Linked DNA regions of Mus musculus: regions 1 and 2 are each linked to region 3. The links are chromatin contacts, called in public HiCAR-type and promoter capture Hi-C maps. All regions are on one chromosome and are shown on one strand. Each heading gives the region's core, a stretch centred on a gene start, on an enhancer-like site or on the middle of the called end of the contact. The rest is flanking DNA. Distances are from core to core; before and after follow the strand shown. Region 1 overlaps Gm973 (predicted gene 973). Region 2 holds the start of Fam117b (family with sequence similarity 117, member B). Region 3 holds the start of Trak2 (trafficking protein, kinesin binding 2).

The links. Promoter capture Hi-C pulls out the DNA fragments that hold promoters and counts their contacts. HiCAR-type assays count read pairs that join an accessible place to other places.
Region 1: a promoter capture Hi-C map of cranial neural crest shows a contact between it and region 3. The contact joins the enhancer-like site here to the promoter of Trak2 in region 3. A contact is called at or near these places in 4 of 39 promoter capture datasets (cranial neural crest, frontonasal cranial neural crest, hippocampal neurons and 1 more), 1 of 15 datasets of contacts at CTCF or cohesin (large pre-B cells), 5 of 115 datasets of contacts at active chromatin or transcription factors (astrocytes, embryonic stem cells, large pre-B cells and 1 more) and 2 of 9 other capture datasets (liver and macrophages).
Region 2: a HiCAR-type map of astrocytes shows a contact between it and region 3, with 2.7 times the contacts expected there. The contact joins the promoter of Fam117b here to the promoter of Trak2 in region 3. A contact is called at or near these places in 1 of 39 promoter capture datasets (liver) and 1 of 115 datasets of contacts at active chromatin or transcription factors (astrocytes).

What each region holds. Positions count from the first base shown.
Region 1 is chr1:59,632,177-59,634,880 of GRCm38.p6, forward strand. Gm973 (predicted gene 973) reads left to right here. Exons shown (of 19, transcript NM_001357842.1): 16 at 38-240; 17 at 971-1,143; 18 at 1,818-2,037. Among named protein-coding and RNA genes, the nearest start is that of Gm33833, 14 kb to the left of the region's middle. Within about 2 kb of position 1,300, at least 22 of the 459 cell types and tissues checked have an H3K27ac peak or open chromatin away from gene starts, as enhancers often do.
Region 2 is chr1:59,911,627-59,914,340 of GRCm38.p6, forward strand. Fam117b (family with sequence similarity 117, member B) reads left to right here and starts at 1,380. Exons shown (of 8, transcript NM_001037725.3): 1 at 1,380-2,126. The coding sequence starts at 1,538.
Region 3 is chr1:58,972,019-58,974,945 of GRCm38.p6, forward strand. It overlaps Trak2 (trafficking protein, kinesin binding 2), which reads right to left and starts at 1,464. Exons shown (of 16, transcript NM_172406.3): 1 at 1,219-1,464. It overlaps Stradb (STE20-related kinase adaptor beta), which reads left to right and starts at 1,504. Exons shown (of 12, transcript NM_172656.6): 1 at 1,504-1,832.

The sequences.
Region 1 (2,704 bases), core at 50-2,549, 660 kb after region 3:
CTGTGTCCCTTACACTGATAACACTCTGGTCTCTTAGGCCCTCCAGGATAAGAAGCAGCAGGAGAAGGCTTCTCGGGACAGAATTCGAATAGAGAAGGCAGAGATGAGATGGCTGAAGGTGGAGCAGAGGAGAAGGGAGCAGGAGGAGCTGACTTGGCTCCATAAGGAGCAGCTGGAGAAAGCAGAGAAGATGAAGGAGGAGCTGGAGCTGGAGCAGCAAAGACGCACTGAGGAGAACCGGTGGGCCATCAGCCAGACACAAGGCAGGGCAAACCTTCCCCAGGGCACAGCTCAGGGCTAGGCTCATGACCTGACACCAAATCACAGGAACAGCCTGGACCAGAGATAAGAATAAGATACTGTCTTGCTCATGTGGGTTACTCAAGATAGATGCTTAAAGGGAACTCGAGAAAGGTTTTAAGATTTGGCCCAGTCTATCAAGCTCCTCTTTTGTACTGGTCCTTTCACCTGTCTTTATGCTAACTTTATATCTACAACCCCAAGAGGCAAGAATTTCACAATCCACACTTTAGGAAATGTTTTTTTAAAGAATAGAAAAGAAAGGAGGCTGGTGAAATGGCACCGACTGCTCTTCCGAAGGTCCAGAGTTCAAATCCCAGCAACCACATGGTGGCTCACAACCATCTATAATGAGATCTGATGCCCTCTTTTGGGGTGTCTGAAGACAGCTACAGTGTACTTACATATAATAAATAAATAAATCTTAAAAAAAAAAAAAGAAGATAGAAAAGAAAGTGCAAAGAATTTAAGGCTCTTAAAACCTGGGCAACAGTGCTGAGGGAAAACTTCTAGGTTTCTTCTAGTCTCTTAACATCTCTGCCCTTCAATCCAGACTGTAGAAAACCTGTACTCTGAAGGGGCGCTTCCTGAGGACTGAAGACTATAAAGTCAATTGTCAGTTGGTTAGGCTATTTTTCTGCCATTCCTCTGACACCTTCTGTGTTCTCAGCCTGAGAAAGCAGAGACTGGAGGAAGAACGGCAGCAACAGGAGGAAGCAGAGAAAAAACGAAGGCTCCAGTTGCAGGCAGCCCGGGAGAGAGCAAGGCAGCAGCAGGAGGAGCTCCGCAGGAAACTGCAAGAAATACAGAGAAAAAAGCAGCAGGAAGCGGCAGAGAGGGCTGGTGAGAGAAATGCTGAGCTTTTTGTATGTCTCTTCCCTTGGACCAAAAATTATTTTAAACCCACTTCAAGCAATTTTATTCCTACCCTAGGCCTTAGTGCACAAAGAACTCCATGTAAAAGCTAAGTTTTGTTCCAGAATGATAATTGTCTGGCTACAGCGGGTTGAAATGAAAGGATAGAATATGAACAGGAGAGTCACATGGAAACAATTACAGGAGAGGACTCCTGCTTCAATAATTGCCCTTGTTAGTTCAAACTTCTCTACCTGCTCCCTTCCTCTTGCAGGTAGAGACAATCACAAATACCTGGAGAGCCTCAGACACACCTTCAGATGTGTATCAGATAATCTTCCAACATACTTTTCAGGATGAGGGTAGAAGGTTCAGCAGATGCTGCTGCTGCGATCAACTCCTGGTGTTTCCTCTAGAGTCTAGTTAAGTAAGCACTCTGTAGATGCTGATCTAACACTCCTCCCTACACAACAGCACATTATCCTGTGAACTCAACAGACTTTGGAAAAATCTTCCCTAAGGTTTTTCAATGTGCATTGGTGCTTTGACAGGAGACTTGGATTAGTAAACCCACAGAGGGTCTAGCAGGTTAAAAGGGTAGACCAGAAATATCAGCTGCTCTAGTGATGGCCCAGCTGAGCCCACCTCTTTCTGTTCTGCAGAGGCAGAGAAGCAAAGGCAGAAGGAACTGGAGATGCAGTTAGCAGAAGAACAGAAACGCCTGATGGAAATGGCTGAAGAAGAACGGTTGGAGTACCAACAGCAGAAACTAGCAGCAGAAGAGAAAGCTAGGCAGGAGGCTGAGGAAAGGAGGAAACAGGAAGAGGAAGCAGCAAAGCTAGCCCTGGAAGAAGCCACAAAACTAGCCCAGGAGCAAATCAGGTACTTGGACAGGGGGACAACTGCTGTCAGGGCTTGTTCTGAGGCTTGAAGGCTCAGTGCCAATGCTGACCACTGCCTTTAAGCAAGCAGTTCTCTCAATCCCTACACCATGGCTAGAAAGACTAAAACACACAGAGCCATTCTCCAGCTACAAACAGCGCAGGATTCTGTCTTGGTTTATGGAGTTTGTATTGAAGCTTGATGGAAATTTAGAGATCATTTATCTTGATCTTCTGGTTTACAGATAAAAATGAACCCCAGATCAAAACAAACAATAAAAACAAATACCAAGTCTAGTGTGCAGCAGAGTGGTAGAATTTGCATTCTGTGCTGGGTTTAACTCCCCAGTGAAAGAGAAGCAAGATCTCGATAAGGACCAATAAATGACTTATGGCCAATACCAAGACCCATTATGCAAATTGTAGACTCTAGGAATTCAGAATTAGGTATTTACACTCCAGGGTTTAGGATGAAGAGGTACTGAAAAAGAAACTGTTCTGCTTTTTAACCTAGCAACAAAATGCTATGCAGAAACACTTTAAATTGCAACAGGAAGCTTATTTTAGATTGGTAGCCCAGAGCAAGGCCTCTCATAAAGAATGTCATGAAGGGTGAGATTTTAATAACACAGAGTTGACCATACAAGAATGTAGATGAGTATTTCAGG
Region 2 (2,714 bases), core at 130-2,629, 940 kb after region 3:
GGGATCTGACTGTCTCCAGGACCCTAGGAACCTATCTAACAGCTTTCTACAGGAACCCAATAGGGCTTGAGGCCTAGAACCTGTTACCAGAACCACCACGCCTTGGTTAAGGGATCTTTTTAGAATGTATAGCTATTAAAGCCATAAAGGGATTAAGGATGCCACGTGCAGTCTGCATGTCGACTTTTTAATTGAAGAGGAACCCGCGTATTATGATTACTTTAGAATTTCTTGCCTTTCAGAGAGTTCTTATGAAAGCCATGGAGACTTATTTTCTCCACCAGACTAAACTATGAATGGTGGGCCAATGAAACGGCTCAGTCTGATGCATGAGTCTGATTCCCTGCACAGACATGTTAGAAAAGAACAGGCTGTCCTTTGACCTCTACATGCATGCACATGCTTATTCACAAACCAGATACATAAATGTAATAAATAAATAAATAAATAAATAAATAAATAAATAAATATGGGTGGTGCACCCAGTTCTGTCTCAAATAGAGAGGAGCAAGTGGAGGCCACAGCACTTTATAAACTTGCATCTTTCTAAGGTATAAGGGAACTGTAAAGTAACTGATTAAATAAATTCTTTATTACTTGAGATCTATAAGGGTGGGGGCTAGTAGCAACACTACTCGATAACTGAACTTCACAGATACCATCTAAAGTTGCATTCTAACCTGCAAATATAATCGTTCTGATATTTGAATCTTTGTAGCGCCAAAAAGAAAAGAGAAGAAAGATATAAAATACCCTAGAATTAAAGTTCTTTTATTTTAGAGCCCTGCTCATAGGTAGATGGAATTAGGGCAGAACAAAAAGATTGGGGGGCGGGGGTGAGGGGAGTCTCCAAAGAGATGTGCGTACGTGTTAACTTACAGACACCACTGCTGTAAGGAAATGAGTTTCAGAGGGAAAGAGTCGGTTCAGACCATCCCCGGGGACACCGTGGTCCCGTACAGTCCGTCCCTTTGGCCAAATTCCCGGAGTCCCAGGGGCTCCCTCCAGCGGGAAACAGGGACGCGCGTGGCCGGGCGCGCGCCTACACGTACACGCACGTGTACACACACACACACGCACGCACACACGTCCGCACACGCACGCAACCCCCCCTCACCCCCCACCCCCGCATCCCTCTACACAAGCCACAAGCGTTCCCTCCGCACCCCTCCTCCTGCCACGGCCGGTTTCCTCCGCCGCCCGACCCCTCGGGGGCGGGCCTCTTTCTCTTTAAAGAGCAGAAGCAGCCTCGGGAGCCGAGATGCGCGCAGCCAATCAGCGAGGCCGAGTGGCTCGAGCGCGCTGACGCTACACCAATGAGCGGCGGCAGGGGGCGGGGACAACGGAGGAGACACTATTGTTGATGAGGAGCCGCGGCGGCGGCTGCATCACCTCGTCGGTGCCCGTCGCTGCCCGCGCGCCCCCTGGTCCTGAAGTCAGGCTACGTCACCCGCTGGCTCAGGCCTTCCCTCGGGCCCCGAGCAGCCGGTCCCCGCCGCCCAGCACCCCCGGCCGCCGTCTCTGGGGCGGGGGGACCATGTCCCAGCGGGTGAGGCGCAATGGGTCTCCCACGCCCGCCGGCGCCCTCGCGGGTGGCGCGGTCGGCCCGCCCGGGGGCCCTGGGAGCCGCCTGCAGCCCATGAGGGCGACGGTGCCGTTCCAGCTGAAGCAGCAGCAGCAACATGGCAGCCCCACGCGGGGCGGCGGCGGCGGCGGCAACAACGGAGGCAACGGAGGCGCCTCAGGCCCCTCGGGCGGCGGCGGCAGTGGCGGCCCGCGCACCGCCTCACGCAGCACCAGCCCCACGCGCGGCGGCGGCGGCAGCGCGGCGGCGCGTACCAGCCCCACGGTGGCCACGCAGACGGGAGCGTCCGTGACGTCCACGCGCGGTACCAGCCCCACGCGCGGCACGGCGCCTGGGGCCCGAAGCAGTCCTCCGCGCCCGCAGCCGCCACCGCCCCTGCTGGGCACCGTGTCGTCGCCCAGTTCGTCGCCCACCCACCTGTGGCCGAGCGAGGTGATTGCGGCCCCACCCTCCGCCCGCGTCCGCCACCGGAGGAGGTCCCCAGAGCAGGGCCGACCCTCGGCGGAGAAGAGGAGCCCCAGCGCCCCGGTGTGCAAAGCAGGTACGTGGAGGACAGGGGTCCTGTGCCGCCGAGTGGGGACTGCAGCGCTCCGGTGGGGCGGGGCGGGGCGGGGCGGGGCGTGCGGTCCGCCACCCCTGCGTCTTGCCCGTGCGGGTCTCCGCCGTGGAGGTGCGGCCGCTAACCTTGGGCCTGGGCTCAATTTGTGGAAATCATAAACCCTGGGGTTTGGCCTTGCGTCGCTACTGCTGGGGCTGGTCCTGTCACTTTTGGTGACGCGGTTAATGCTTGCAAATAGCACTTGTGTGCTGCTTAGTGTTTCTGTTCCACAAAACAGTTTCGGATCTGGAGGACTGAATGCATCAGCAAAGGCGGATTTGGATCATTGAAGAGTTGTGAAGCTGGGAGCAGTTTTTGCATTTCGTAAGACTTAATGAGTAGCAAGAAGGGAGAAGTTAAGCAAGATTGCTTTGGGGTGTGTGCATAGGTCTATGTATGTGTTTACACATATACGTAAATGGTAGATAGCTAGCCTGAGGGTCTGAGTGTGTTTCTGAGATACTGGTTTTATTTCTCTTAGACTTATTCTTTGCTTCCCGCACCCCCCCCCCCCCAACACTCTCACTACCG
Region 3 (2,927 bases), core at 214-2,713:
TGAGACTAGCAGACAAGAGTGTACAATTTGTTCAGAGGGCTAAAGTGGGAGTTACGGATGCATTCATAGTCAAGGAATGATGGAGCGAGTACTAGCAAACTATGAAAATTCTTCTTAACCATTCTTTTAACCTGGTTCATAACTTTGAGGCAAAGCAGGTATGGGTGTAAATCTCGACTTGATACAGAAAGTCTCCAGTGCAACTAGTGAGCAATGTGCGTGGTTAGGTGAACCGTGTACATCATCACATCAGTAAAAATGGGTATGGGTAAGAGCACTGTCTTTCACATAGGTATGTATGTGCTGGTTAAACATCTGAGGCTTGCCAGATACTACCTAATTTTAAAAATAGAAAGCTGGAGAGTGGCCGAGATGATAAAGTGCCTTTAATTTTGCCCTTTCCCACCACCAAATGTCCTTCACAATTCGTTTTCAAGTGTCACCACCATTAATATGCTATTTGGAGCTCACTGTAGCTCAGACTTTTAACAGGACAGCAAAGATTTGAAAGGTCACAAACATTTTTACTAAGGTAGAGCAAGAACTCTGAGTCTAGCTCATTTTGTTCAGTGGTCCTTACATAAGCTAAGTGAATTTCCAGCGAAATATTACCATCTTTCCTGATGCAGAAAAAGATGCATAAGCAGGTAATTGACTTCACTGCCATAATTGTGATTTAAAAAAAAAAAAAAGTGTCTGGGACTCAGAAGTGCTGGCACTGGAAAACACAACTGCCAATATTCATTCTTTTTGCTTCAACCAAAAGTCTTTCTGTCTGTCTGTCTTCCTTATTTCTTTTAAAAAGACATGTGGCGTTTGGTTCCAAATCAATTACAAATAAAAGCCCAATAAAGAAAGAGCTCTTTCTAGTGTCCTTTCCTCCCATTTGCATCACAGATGGCCACCGAGAGCTTAAGGTTTAACGTCCAGACACTAAAGCCACTCATCCTAAAACGACAGAGCTCCAGATGGACTCTGTCTGGCAAAGGATGGGAAGCTGCCAATCTTCAGAGGTGCAGATAGGGTGAATCCCGGAGGCTACCGCCCAGTTCCCATCAGTTTGCACCCACACTTGGGAAACATCCCTTTCCCATCTCGGGGCGGAATCCTTCCGTGAGTGACCTCTGGGGACCAGAGGGACGCGGGACAGGAAGGCTTCTCTGCCTTTGAGAGAAGTTGACAAGGGCAAGTTCGAATCGCACGCGGGAGCTTACTCACGGGAATGGCCCGGCGTCCTCGCTCTTCCGCCCACACTCGCTCAGGAAGAAGCCCCTAATGCGCGGCAGCCTGAGAGCAGCATCTGAAGCAGCCGCCGCCGCCACCGAGCTAACCCCCCCGGGCGTGGCAGGAACTGGCAGGCGCTCTCACATCATCACCGGGCGACCTTGGAGCTGCAGTGACGCCGGTTCAATGGCAGCCCCCACCCAGCTAGGGAAGCTAAAAAGGAGACCCACTCTCCCAACAGGCTTTGCGGCCCTAGCGCAAAGCCTTCTGGGAACTGTAGTTTGCTTTCCGTCCCGCCTACAGCTCGAGGGCCCCGCCTCCTCACTCCAGAGCTAGAAGCTGGAGGCGCGGTGGGGCGGAGCGGCGGGCCCCGACCCCGCTGGGGTGGGGCGAATCCCGTCCCGGCCGGTTGCCCCGGGCTAGGGCAGAAGTCCAGGCCGACCGGCCTTCTCCAGGCCGTGCTGCACTTCTGTGCCTTGAGGCTCACCCTGGAAGCCGGCCTAGTGTTTTCGCCTCGCCCCTTCGCGAGGCAGGTCCCGGGGCTCGCGCGTGTCGCCTCCCCTCAGCGCCCGCTGTCTGGAGAGTCGCTGGCCTTGGTCACCGCCTAGGTAATGAGGGGAGGCAGGCCAGCACGGGATGGTGTGGGGACCCGGGGAGCGACAGGGAACGCAGGTCGGTAGGTGCACAGCGGAAGGCTACAAGGCCAGTCCTCGCCTCCGCTCCTTACCGGAGTTGACACGGCCGGCCGAGCAGCCGCTGGAGTCTGCGGGACGCCGGCTCCCGCTCTCTGTCTCTGTGCCAGCGCACGGGGGGGCCGGGGCTCCCGGGTGCCCAGCAGCGGTGCCAGGTGCAGGAACCCAGCTACCGCCGCCCCGCTCCCCCAGCTCTTACCTTTGGTAGCGCACACAGGCCTGGCGACTTCCCAAGCTGAAGACACTCTGGCCCCAGACCTGTCTGCTCAGAGACGTCGAAGGGACCTTTTTCCAAATTAAATGTCCAGGCTTCGTTTTGTCTTCAGTGTTTACATTTGATGTCTTGTTTTCCCCTCGTGGGTTTGTTATGTCAAATACCTTTCCTCCAAACTTGATCATGATTTGTGACAGCACCTGCATAGCACAGTGCTTGGCACTCCGTAAATATTTGTTGAAACCATGAGTCATGATACTAAGTTTGGAAAATTGGATTAAGCTGTGTGCTTCGCTATGATCTTTGTTAAGGTTTTATGAGATTTCAAGATCACCTTGAGAATTACTGTAATTTTGAAGCCTAACAAAGAGTATTGGTAGGTTTTTTGTTTTTGTCGGCATTTCCTGTAACAGTAGACCATTGAATACCTCGATTAACGCAAAACCCAAGTCTTGTAAATACATAGCCCCTCTGGTGTCCATTTAAAGTGTTAACCTTTCAAATGAAAGGCCTGGGTATGACTTCTATATTATGCAACAAATTAGATTATTTATAAAGCTTTATTGTGGTTAGCTTTTTAGGTACAATTGCAAGGGACTACACTGAAGTACTCATCATTATGTTTAGGAATACAGGTTTCTTAAATATATATATATATATATATATATACATATACATATATATATATACACATATATATATACATACACACACACACATATATATATACATATATATGCACACATTTATGAGTAAATACATACACACATATTTTAAAGATGGGGTCTCACTATGTT